2 separate regions of the Mus musculus genome follow, and region 2 is linked to region 1. A link is a contact called in public HiChIP or PLAC-seq data. All regions are on one chromosome and are shown on one strand. The core of a region is the stretch at or near the end of the contact, and the rest is flanking DNA. Distances in the headings are between cores, read along the strand shown. Region 1 has its middle 7.5 kb from the start of Gm39040. Region 2 has its middle 14 kb from the start of Mir9-3hg.

Region 1 (5,175 bases), core at 699-3,198:
TCTATCTTGAAGTCATCAATTCATATCAAAATAAAAGTACATTTTTAAAAAGGTTTTATATTAGCGCGTGTTGATTATATATAATGGGTTTCATTGCGGCATTTCCTACATTCATATAAGACATAACATCATAATGTAGTTTGATAATATTCTCGCCCATTACTCCCTCCTGTTCCTCTCACATGGGCCCTTTTTCTTCAAGGCTATTTCCTCTCCTACTTTCATGGCTCTTTCCTCTCCTTCCTTCCTTTTCTTCCTTCCCTCCTTCCTTCCTTGCCTCCTTCCTCCCTTCTTTTCCTTTCCTTTTTTGAACAATGAATCTCATTAGGCTTGTCTTCTGAGACACACCTAAAAGCATTATTTATGAGATCACAGCACCTTACCATGGCTACACCACCAAGTAAAATGGATACCTTATATCTTAGGGATTTTAATGTTTCTTGTTTAAGATTCATTTATTTCTATGTATGTGAGTACACTGTAGCTTATCTTCAAACTGTCGCTGTCTTCAGACACTCCAAAAGAGGGCATGGGATCCCACTGCAGATGGTTGTGAGCCACCATATGGTTGCTGGGAATTGAACTCAGGACCTCTAGGAAGAGCAATCAGTGCTCTTAACCATCTCTCCAGCCTTTATTTAGGGGTTTTAAAATTGGTGTTGAGACCAAGTTTCACTATGAAGCCTGGCCTGAGACTCACAATCCTCCTGCAGAATTGCAGGCCTGTGCCACCATGCCCCATCAGTGCCTCTTAGAACTCTGAGAAGCATAGAGTCTATGTTAATTAACTAGAGTGCTCATAAGAAACACTTGGTTCTTTACACATTTTTATTGAATAAACTCGTCAGTGATGCAGCCTTCATGAATCCATGCTGAGGAGTGAGCCACACATGAGAAGGTGGAGTGTAGGTTTGGGGGTCAATAACATAAAAAGCCATGTTTGTGCATCTTCAGATCATGGGAGCCTTCTGCTGCTTCCATCTTCTCCCATAAGGACCACTATCCTGAACTTGTGTTAGCATACTTTTCTCTATGATTTTATCATATGAGAATATCCCCTGTTCCATCTCGAATTCCATCTGGAAGGAATCTGTAGGAGAGGCAGAGGGCACTCCAGGATCCCAGTCTGCCTTGTTCCACCCTAGGCTCCTACCGCGACGCTCTTCTCATCGTAGGCCCATGGTCCATAGACTGGAACCTCCAAACCGTGAGCCAAAATAAACCCTTCCTATTTATAATTTTATTGTTTCAGACATTTCATTACAGTGCAGGAAGACTATAACCACACCCCTCGCTCCCCTTCTGTGGTTGTCAGCAAGCCTTGGCATTGTTGGGTTTGTAGATACCTCACCCTGCTCTACATGATCACTTGGCATCTCCCCTTGTCTCAGTTTCTACATCAGTGTCGACATTCAAATCTTCTTTTCTTCTTTTATTTTTTTAAAAGGATCATTTATTATATTTTATGCATGTGAGTACACTGTCTTCACCAAAAGAGGGCATGGGATCCCGTTACAGATGATTGTGAGCTACCATGTGGTTGCTGGGAATTGAACTCAGGACCTCTAGGAAGAGCAGTCAGTGTTCTTAGCCACTGAGCCATGTCTCCAGCCCCTCATCTTCTTTTAAAGACATTCATCTTTCACTGAAGGCCTGTGATCCCAAGCCAGCAAGACTATAGCTTAATTTATCATCGATTGCAATGGTTCTATCCCAAAATGATCAAGATACAATCTTTTTAAAATGGGATACAATTCAACCACAGGCATCTTTATCTCCAAGCCCTCCTCCTGCCCTGTCTCCTGGAGGCAATCAAGAGGATAGCTCCCTGCTCACAAACAAATGGCAGGTACTAGAGGCTTTTCCCAAGCCAAAGAGAGAGCAAAAGCACAAAGGCACATTGCACTGCACATGAGCCTTGGCAGGGAATGGAGCCCTGTGGGATGGAGCCAAGGAGCTGTGGGCTACCAGGGTGGCTGAGGCAGCCTGTGCTGAGACAGTTTGCTCTGGTGTCCTCAGTTGAGCCCTGAGCACACTGATATGATAGCACAACTATATTAGTCATCGCTCTCCTCCAGACACCATACTATCTGAGAAACATGAGTATGTTCTGATGTCACTGTGTTTACAGCAATTAGGGTTGGAATAAACAAAGAAGCAAAAAGGTTAGAAGCTCGTGACTTTCCACTCTAACACCAGAGGGTGGAGTTTAGAGGGTGGAGGGCGGAGGGTGGAGGGTGGAGGATGGTATCTGCACAGGGCCCTACAGCAGCTGAGCCTAACACTCCCCCTAAAAGCCCCATCATTTACTGTCCAAGCTCTTCTGTTTGACCTCTGGAAGGTGGCACATCATAGAATAGAGGGATCTCAGGGTCTGTCTCTTCATAAATACTCAGCAATTGTGTGACAAATGAAAGAATTCTTCAGCAAATGGATAAACACGTAAATGAAAGAAACTCCCATGGGATTCTTCACCCACAAATTCTGTGTGTGTGTGTGTGTGTGTGTGTGTGTGTGTGCGTGTGCACGCACATGTACAGATATGCATACATGCGTGAGTGCTTGCATGTACAGAAGCGATCCATGACTTCAGATGGTCATATTTGTCTTTCTTAGAGAGGGTCTCATTATATATCTTAGGCTGTCCTGGAGCTAACGATCCTCCTGCCTCCACCTCCCAAGAGCTGGGATCATGTAGCAACCAACCCACTCTCCTGGGGAGTCTCCCTTGGACTAACTGGAGAGCCTGAATCTTTGTGGTGGGCTTCTTTCGGAGTACCACGTGCACGTTTGGCTTCTCATGTTCTACACTGACCGTGGTTTGTCAGAACATGGATGGACTCACCTGTGCGGGTCTAATGGGCACAGGTCAAACTCTCTTGATAACAAACTACATAAAACTTAGGTCCCATGAAATCCATTTGATCTGCTGAAGGGCTCAGGTCAGAAAGTCAAACAAGAACTAGAAAGGGTGGTTAACTTTTGCCCCAAGCCAAGACTGACTCAGCAGCGGGGGCTACAGTCATCTGCAGGCATCTTCACCCACATGTCTGCTGGCTTGGCTGAAGCCCCAGCTGGGCTGTCAGCCCAAACACCTACTCCTAGTCTCCGCATGTGGCCTCTCCACACGGGCTAGTTTGGGTTCCTTCAAACCAGCTGGTAGCTAGGATCCAAGAAAAGTTTCCCACAAACGTAAGCGCAAGCACCCAGAATTGTTATGATTGTGCCTGGGAAATCCCAGGGCAGCACACTACACCATACTGTACGTCTCAGGGCAGCCACACAGATCGCCAGGTTCAGGGTCCTGGGGACTCGGCAAGAGTCCAGGACATGAAGACACATGTGTGTTCCTCCCACCACTGGAGAGATGGCCCAGTGGTTAAGAGCATCTGCTACTCTTTTAGAGGATCTGTATTCAGTTGCCAGTATGAACATCAAGTAGCGCACGGCTGCCTTTACCTCCAGTTCTAGGGGATCCGACGCCCTCATGTGGTCACTACGGGCACTACATGTGTGTGATGCGCATAACAGATTGCAGGCACACACATATACACAGGAAATTAAAATAAAACTTTTTTAATTGTGTCACTCACACAAAAACGGTATATATAACTCACGCAGAGTAAAACTCCCCGGTTGTGCCTCCCTGATGCAAACACTTTCTCCTGAGTTATTCAAGTGTTTGCTTTATTTATAGTTGTGTCAACCAACATTTGTTCTGAAATAATAGAGTCTGGACTGTTTATCGACTTCATAAAAATGGCATCAAACAGAAAGAGGAGGAGGGGGCATCAAACAAAGCTATCATGGTGATATCCATCTGTAATTCTGGTCCTTGATAAGTTGAAGCAGAAAGATGGTGATTTTGAGCTTAGCCTAGAATTTTGTGACCTCTTTCATTTACTCTCATACCAGGCAGGGAAGGCTTGGTTATTCCTCGATAACAAACATCCCTGAGATCTTGGTGGCTCACCACTCCAGTTCTCTTCCACTCACAAAGCAAGCTTGTTGTGAGTCAGCTGTAACTTGGCTTTGGAATCCAGGCTCAGGAACAGTTGTGACTGGAAATACTGCTAGTCTCCAGATGGAAGGAAAAGATGGTAGGTCACATGCTGGGTCTTCAAACTCCCGTTCGGAAGTGACATGGGTCGGTTCCATTCATGTTCTGGTAGTTAAGCAAGTCACATGACTAAATATAAGGTCAGTGGAGTTGCAAATGTAATCCTCCAGAAAAGGGATACCCCAAAAAGGGTGACCCTAGAGCAGTGAGGAGTGTCTGAGATAATTCAAACTACCATGATGTTTCTTTCAGTCATAATAATTTGCTTCCTTCAAGCAACTTATCTCAACATTCCTCCTTGGTCACAAATATTTGTTTTTCTCTTGCAAAACAGCTCACCTTTCCCACTGGAGAGAGTTGACATTCCCTCTCAATCAGAGAAACAGACTCTGAGTCCAGAGTCTCACAACAGGTACAAAGGGCAGAGGCGTGGTGCATCTGACAGGAGAGCTGAAGCCAAGAGTGAAAGGCGATTGTGCGGGGAGGACTAGGGATGGGAGATGACAATAAAGAATGGCGGACAGGGCTGGTCACTGAAACCTGAAATGTCACAGACCTGACAAAGTGCCTCTTTAAAAGAATATAGTGTGTGTGTGGGGGGGGGGGGGCACAAGTAAGCAAGCAAGTGCACACATGCCATGGCACACTCATGGAGATCCAAGGCCAACTTGAATCTCTTCTTCCAGCATGTCAGTTTTAGGAAACCAACTTATCTCATCAAACTTGGCAACGAGAGCCATTATCCACAGAGCCGGCTCAGCAGCCCACATCACGGGAGTGGGGCTGTCTCTTGCTCAGGTCTTAGTGCTGTTCCTGGTGGAGAGGGATTCCCTCAGTCTCAGCTGAAAGGACTTATGCTGAGTCCCCCTGGCTCTGCCTCTCAGAAAGTCCATCTACACCATCCTAAAAAGAGCATATGCGCTCCTGGGACCTGAGGCTGGCCTTCTTGCTTTCTATATAATAGATTCTATAATACTGATTGTAAAGGCTTGCTCCATTTACGGATGTCAAATTGGTCACATGATTTACTTATGGTCAATGAAATATGAGCACAAATATGATGCTACAGTTCCAGGGCGCATGACTTGTTTGTTTGTTTGTTTAGACATCTATCT
Region 2 (5,175 bases), core at 1,973-4,472, 230 kb after region 1:
CTATTACCAGGTAACTGTGGGGTGGAGCTTAGAAGTCATGCTAACAGGTCCTACAGGTTAAGGTGCAGCCAAGTGCATCACCAGAAAACTTGCTTGTACCTTCTCAGGCACTTTCCGTCTTCCCAGTCTTGGAGCAATAAATGCCTGCTAATGATGGTGGGCAGGCTTATAATGAATTGACCTGGAGACCAATACAAATATTAGATTTAAAGCATTTTAAAGAGGCTATGGTATTGCATGACTTACATTCCTCCTTTGTCAAAGAAATGCTAAATAACCGGGCTATACGGCATAGTGTGATCCCACAAGATTGTAAGGGATTGGTATCAGCTGTTCTAGAAACTGGCCAACAATTACAATGGTTGTGGTGGTAGAGGCACGAGGCCACAAAACTAACACAACATAATTTACCAAGGGGTATAAATGTTACTAAAGGCCAGCTACTTGGTGAAGGGCGGGCATTATGCTGACTTACAAGAACAAATCCAATTTGATGATGGTGTAATTGAACAGTGTCCTACTGCAGCTTTAAGAACTTGGCTTGCTCACAGAGCTAGCTGTGCAATGCTTGAGGGTCTCTCGTCTTCGCTGATCTTCACCTCCCTGAGAGAGGCACAACCTAGAACGTATCCTGGCGTTCCTTCCTCCTGGTCCCTCCAACTGAATCAAGTTGAGGATGAGGCCTGTTTGTCTCTGCTAGGTAGTGCCACCGCTGCTGATTCGTGTTTGCTAACCTGACTCTCCTGAACTGGATTGCTGGTGTATCCATGAAGTGTTTACAAGCAGATCGAGCTGCCGTTGCTAACCTGTGAACTAAACTGCCGATTTCCGGACAACACAGGTTGGAGTTGCTCCAAAGAACCTTCCTAAATAGACCCACTTCCCCCATATCCTTTCTTTTCCACTATCTCTGGTGGATGGTGGGCTACAAGGGGGGGGGTGATAAAGCATTCAAGAACCATCATTAAAAGTAGGTTTTGAAAAAAATTAAAGTTATAGCAATGTTAGAATGGGTGCTCTGTGTAAAATGCAATCCTCTGCAATGGGAAGAGCTAGAAGACATGCCCGTCACTAATCCTATGAGACACAACATGGTGAGAGGTCACCAGCACATTTGAGGAGCTTTGCTGTCACCCTTTTCTTACGCTAGATCATGATGAGCAGACCATAATAAACAAAGTGGGTTTTTTTTAAGATTTATTTATTTATGTGAGTACACTGTAGCTGTACAGATGGTTGTGAGCCTTCATGTGGTTGTTGGGAGTTGAATTTTTAGAACCTCTGCTCGATCCGGTCGGCCCTGCTCACTCCGTTCAACTCAGCTCGCTCAGTCCCTGCTTGCTCCGGCCCAAAGATTTATTTATTATTATGCATAAGTACACTGTAGCTGACTTCAGATGCACCAGAAGAGGGTGCCAGATCTTATTACGGGTGGTTGTAAGCCACCATGTGGTTTCTGGGATTTGAACTCGGGACCTTTGGAAGAGCAGTCAGTGCTCTTGCCCAGCCTGACAAAGTGGTTTTTATGATGATATGACTCATATGGACCTTTGGTACTGGCTAATCAATCATGGTGTTTTGAGACATGAAATAGACAAGAAGCCTCCAAAAATTCTCAAATGAAAGAAAGACTACATTGAATCGTGGCAAAAGGGATTCTTGGCCTGTGAACCGATTTCTAGACTTGAGACATTTTGCATAGCCAGAGCCCCTTGAATGAAGGAGTAGCCAGGTTCCTCTGAGAAAGGACCTTAATAAAATACCTAAAAGTTTTACTGTCAGACTTCCTCCAGTTCTTCCCCAGAGGGACCTAGGGCCCTTTACAAGGCTAACGGTAGACTGTCAGTGACATTACAGAGAAATGTGTGTTTGGTGAGTTTTGTTCAGGTGAGAGTTACAGAACTGCTGCTAGCTGTGAGTGCCTGGGATACTGTGGGAACAAAGATTCCTTGAAACAGAAACCCCAAACCAAAGTCATGTATTGATTGGTTGTTTAAACTATAGCATGAGGCTGGGGAGATAGTGAGGGGCTGGAGGGATGGCTCAGTGGTTAGGAGCACTTGTGGCTCTTGCAGAGGACCTGGCTTCAATTCCCAGCACCCACATGGTAACGCAAAACCATCTGTGCCCTCTTCTGACCTTCAGGGTCACCAAACATTCACATGGCACAGATGCATGCAAACACACACACACACACACACACACACACACACACACACACACACACACTAAAATAAATCTAAAAAAATATTTGTAAAAAGTCAAGTTGTGGTAGTATGTATTTGAAGTGGTAGCTCTGGGGGGACAGACAAACGTATCTTCTAGCTGAACAGTGGTGACACACACCTCTAATCCCAGCACTCTGGAGGCAGAGGCAGGCATATCTCTGTGAGTTTGAGGTCAGCCTGGTCTACATAGACAGCCAGGGCTACACAGAGAAACCATGGCCAGCCAGACTAGCCTACATGTTCAGTGAAAAGACTCTGTCTTAGAGAGAGACAGAGACAGAGACAGAGACAGAGACAGAGACAGAGACAGAGAAACAGAGAGAGAAGAAAATGGACCACTACCTGAGTGACCCGACGAACAACACTTGAGCATCTAGCCTCTACATATCCCTCGCCCGCCCACTCTTGACTTGAACCTAATCCTGCATTTACCCATGGGACCTATGGTTCATGGTGACTTTATAGCAAAAAACTACAGCAGGTAACAAAAGCTGATCACTGCAAGGGTGGCTCATAAGAGTCCGTAGAATGAACCACGTAAGCAGTAGATATTGAGTGTAGGTAGATGGGTCCCATATTTGGGAAGGTAATAAAAAGATGTGGTGGGGGTGGAGGTGGGGGTGGGGGAGTCCTCTATGTGCTCTTCCACATGTTGGAGAGTGGAGACAGAGAGGCTGGCCCTCTCCACCGTCCATCTCCAACATTAATAAAGGAGAGAAGGGAAACCTTCCATAAGCCCCCCCTCCCCGCAAGATCCTATCTGCTATCTGCTAGGCTTGTGGGTTGTGGTGAGAAGGCTTTTGAGAACACTTTGTTGCTGTTTGTAACTCTCCGCAGTGTTCCCATACACTGCATCCCCATCTGCACTGGGCAGGGACTGCTTTTCACTGAGGACTCGGGCCCTTTTCTCAGCGATGTTTGCAACTGCCTGGACATCCAGCAGCTTCCTCTCTGCGTCTTGCAGTCCATTGTCTCCCTTGCACTCCTATGTGGGGGTATGTGTGTTCTCTGGAGGCGATGACTCACTCCTGTGCAGAGCTGGCAGCTACCTCTGTGGTGCAGAAGGGTAGCAGCGCCGAATCTTGATTTAGCTGAGACAGAACACCCACAGGGCCACCCTCACAGGCTGCTGGGAACACGACTCAGATTTGTCCCCAGTCCTTCCTGATGGGGAACTGTTGGGCTGCGGAGCACAGGCGTCTCCTCTTGGCTCTGACTGGCCTCAGAGAGAGAGAATGGAACCTACCTTCTTTAGCCAGGCTGACGCAGGGTCAGTGTCACCCCAGAACAGCCTGGGCTTTCCAGATCCATGAAGGATTTAATAGCCACAAGGGGTTGGTGGCAGATTCTCAACTGTGCTCTGTAAATTGAAATATAAATTCTAGTTTGCTTGTCCAAAAGACACACGGTCCAGGTGTTTCCAAGCTGTAAGCCTAGGCTGGGCAGATTTTGGAGTAGGTCTCACTTATATCCCAGCCGAATGTCCCTTGTCACTTGCAGTTTCTCCTGGCTTCCGGCTCATGGTCCATCTTCTCTCTTGACTGCCTCTTCCTCCCTCCATCTCCTTTCTTCCATTTTTCCTCTTCCCTGCAACTCCCAGCTTGGTAAGTAAAAACCTGCCTACTTCCATCTACTGCCCAATCATAAGCTTTAACCTTTTATTGACTAATTAACTTGGGGCACAAAGTTTGCACAACAAAAGCTGGTGTAGACAGAATTCAGTCTTCTTGGGGCAAACATCTTGGGATACAGTATTTGAATTAGCATTTGAATATGTAGCCACACCAGACCAACCCCAGGTCCTGAGTGCGTCGGGACTGGACTTGAGAGAGGGTCCTAAGAAAGACATGTTGGGGACCAGCAGAAAGTGCCAATGACCCGGTGACTCAGTAGAAGCTAAGCCCTGTGGACCTAGACTATGCTTGTGTAAACAGAGGCCCACACACCACACATTGTGATACTTCCATACCCTAAGTCCACACTGGCCCTGCAGAATAGAGTTCACCAGCCAGTGTAGGAAACAAGGCTTGGATGCACCTCCGTTCTTACAGGCCAAATCCCGCCCCCCTCCAAGTCTTAGGTTGAAGTCTAGTGCCCCTAGTTCCTCACTCGGGCTGCAGCTGCGACTATTTGGAGATAGGTGTTTGTTTGTTTGGAACTGAAGCTCATCAGCAGCCCAGGCTGGCTTGGAGGTTACGATCCATCTCGACCTCCTAAGCAAGGGAACTGTAGAGGTGTGCTGCTGCCATCCCTGCCTTGGAGATATTGTTTATGGCACTAACTGCAGGACTGGAGAGATGATTCAGTGGCTAAGAGCACTTGTTGCTCTTCCAGAGGACCCATGTTTAATTCCCAGTGTAAAACCCAGCCAATCCTGTCGTTTTTTTTTTTGTTTTTTTTTTTTTGAAGAAACTCCATTTTGTGCGAGACCAGGGGTTAAATGCCAATTCCGGGAAGAAAATCACACCAGAGCAAACATCCTATGACACCACTACCACCCCTCTTTAGCAACAGCCAAGCTACAACAGCAAGACCCAGGTACATAGAGATAACCTAAGGTGTCCGGCAGAGAGTGGATAACCTGGCCATCCTGTTTGTCAGGTGGTCCTGCCCTCATGTTCAGTTCCTGCAGATTACACCAGAAATGCAGTTTTTAAAATATATTAATCATATGGAAATTTCCAAAGTTTGCTGAAACCACAATAAAAACCCTGAACCCCTAGACTTTGGGCTCTCGCTCTGACCCACTATGATGATGAGAGTCTAAGACACCTTGCTCAAGAGCTCATAATAAAGAAGACCCTGATGTATTTATAGTGGAGTTGGCTCCTTTGGTGATCTTTGGGTACTTGAAACTTGGGCATAACACCAGCACCCCCATGACAGTTTACAACTTTGTAACTCCAGTTCTAGGGGATCCTATACCCTTTTCTGGTCTCTGCCTGCA

What was found. HiChIP or PLAC-seq counts read pairs in DNA pulled down with a chosen protein or histone mark.
Region 2: a contact with region 1 is called in an HNF4G HiChIP or PLAC-seq map of pancreatic cancer cells. The contact joins two enhancer-like sites. A contact is called at or near these places in 3 of 39 promoter capture datasets (embryonic stem cells, hippocampal neurons and liver), 1 of 15 datasets of contacts at CTCF or cohesin (embryonic stem cells), 26 of 484 Hi-C or Micro-C datasets (the AML12 cell line, the Ba/F3 cell line, CD4 T cells and 11 more) and 4 of 115 datasets of contacts at active chromatin or transcription factors (bone marrow-derived dendritic cells, embryonic stem cells, pancreatic cancer cells and 1 more).

Annotation. Positions count from the first base shown.
Region 1 is chr7:79,252,458-79,257,632 of GRCm38.p6, forward strand. No RefSeq gene overlaps it. Among named protein-coding and RNA genes, the nearest start is that of Gm39040, 7.5 kb to the left of the region's middle. Within about 2 kb of position 1,949, at least 45 of the 459 cell types and tissues checked have an H3K27ac peak or open chromatin away from gene starts, as enhancers often do. A contact at or near this core is called in pancreatic cancer cells and trophoblast stem cells, where this site is marked.
Region 2 is chr7:79,483,484-79,488,658 of GRCm38.p6, forward strand. No RefSeq gene overlaps it. Among named protein-coding and RNA genes, the nearest start is that of Mir9-3hg, 14 kb to the right of the region's middle. Within about 2 kb of position 3,223, at least 17 of the 459 cell types and tissues checked have an H3K27ac peak or open chromatin away from gene starts, as enhancers often do. A contact at or near this core is called in pancreatic cancer cells and trophoblast stem cells, where this site is marked.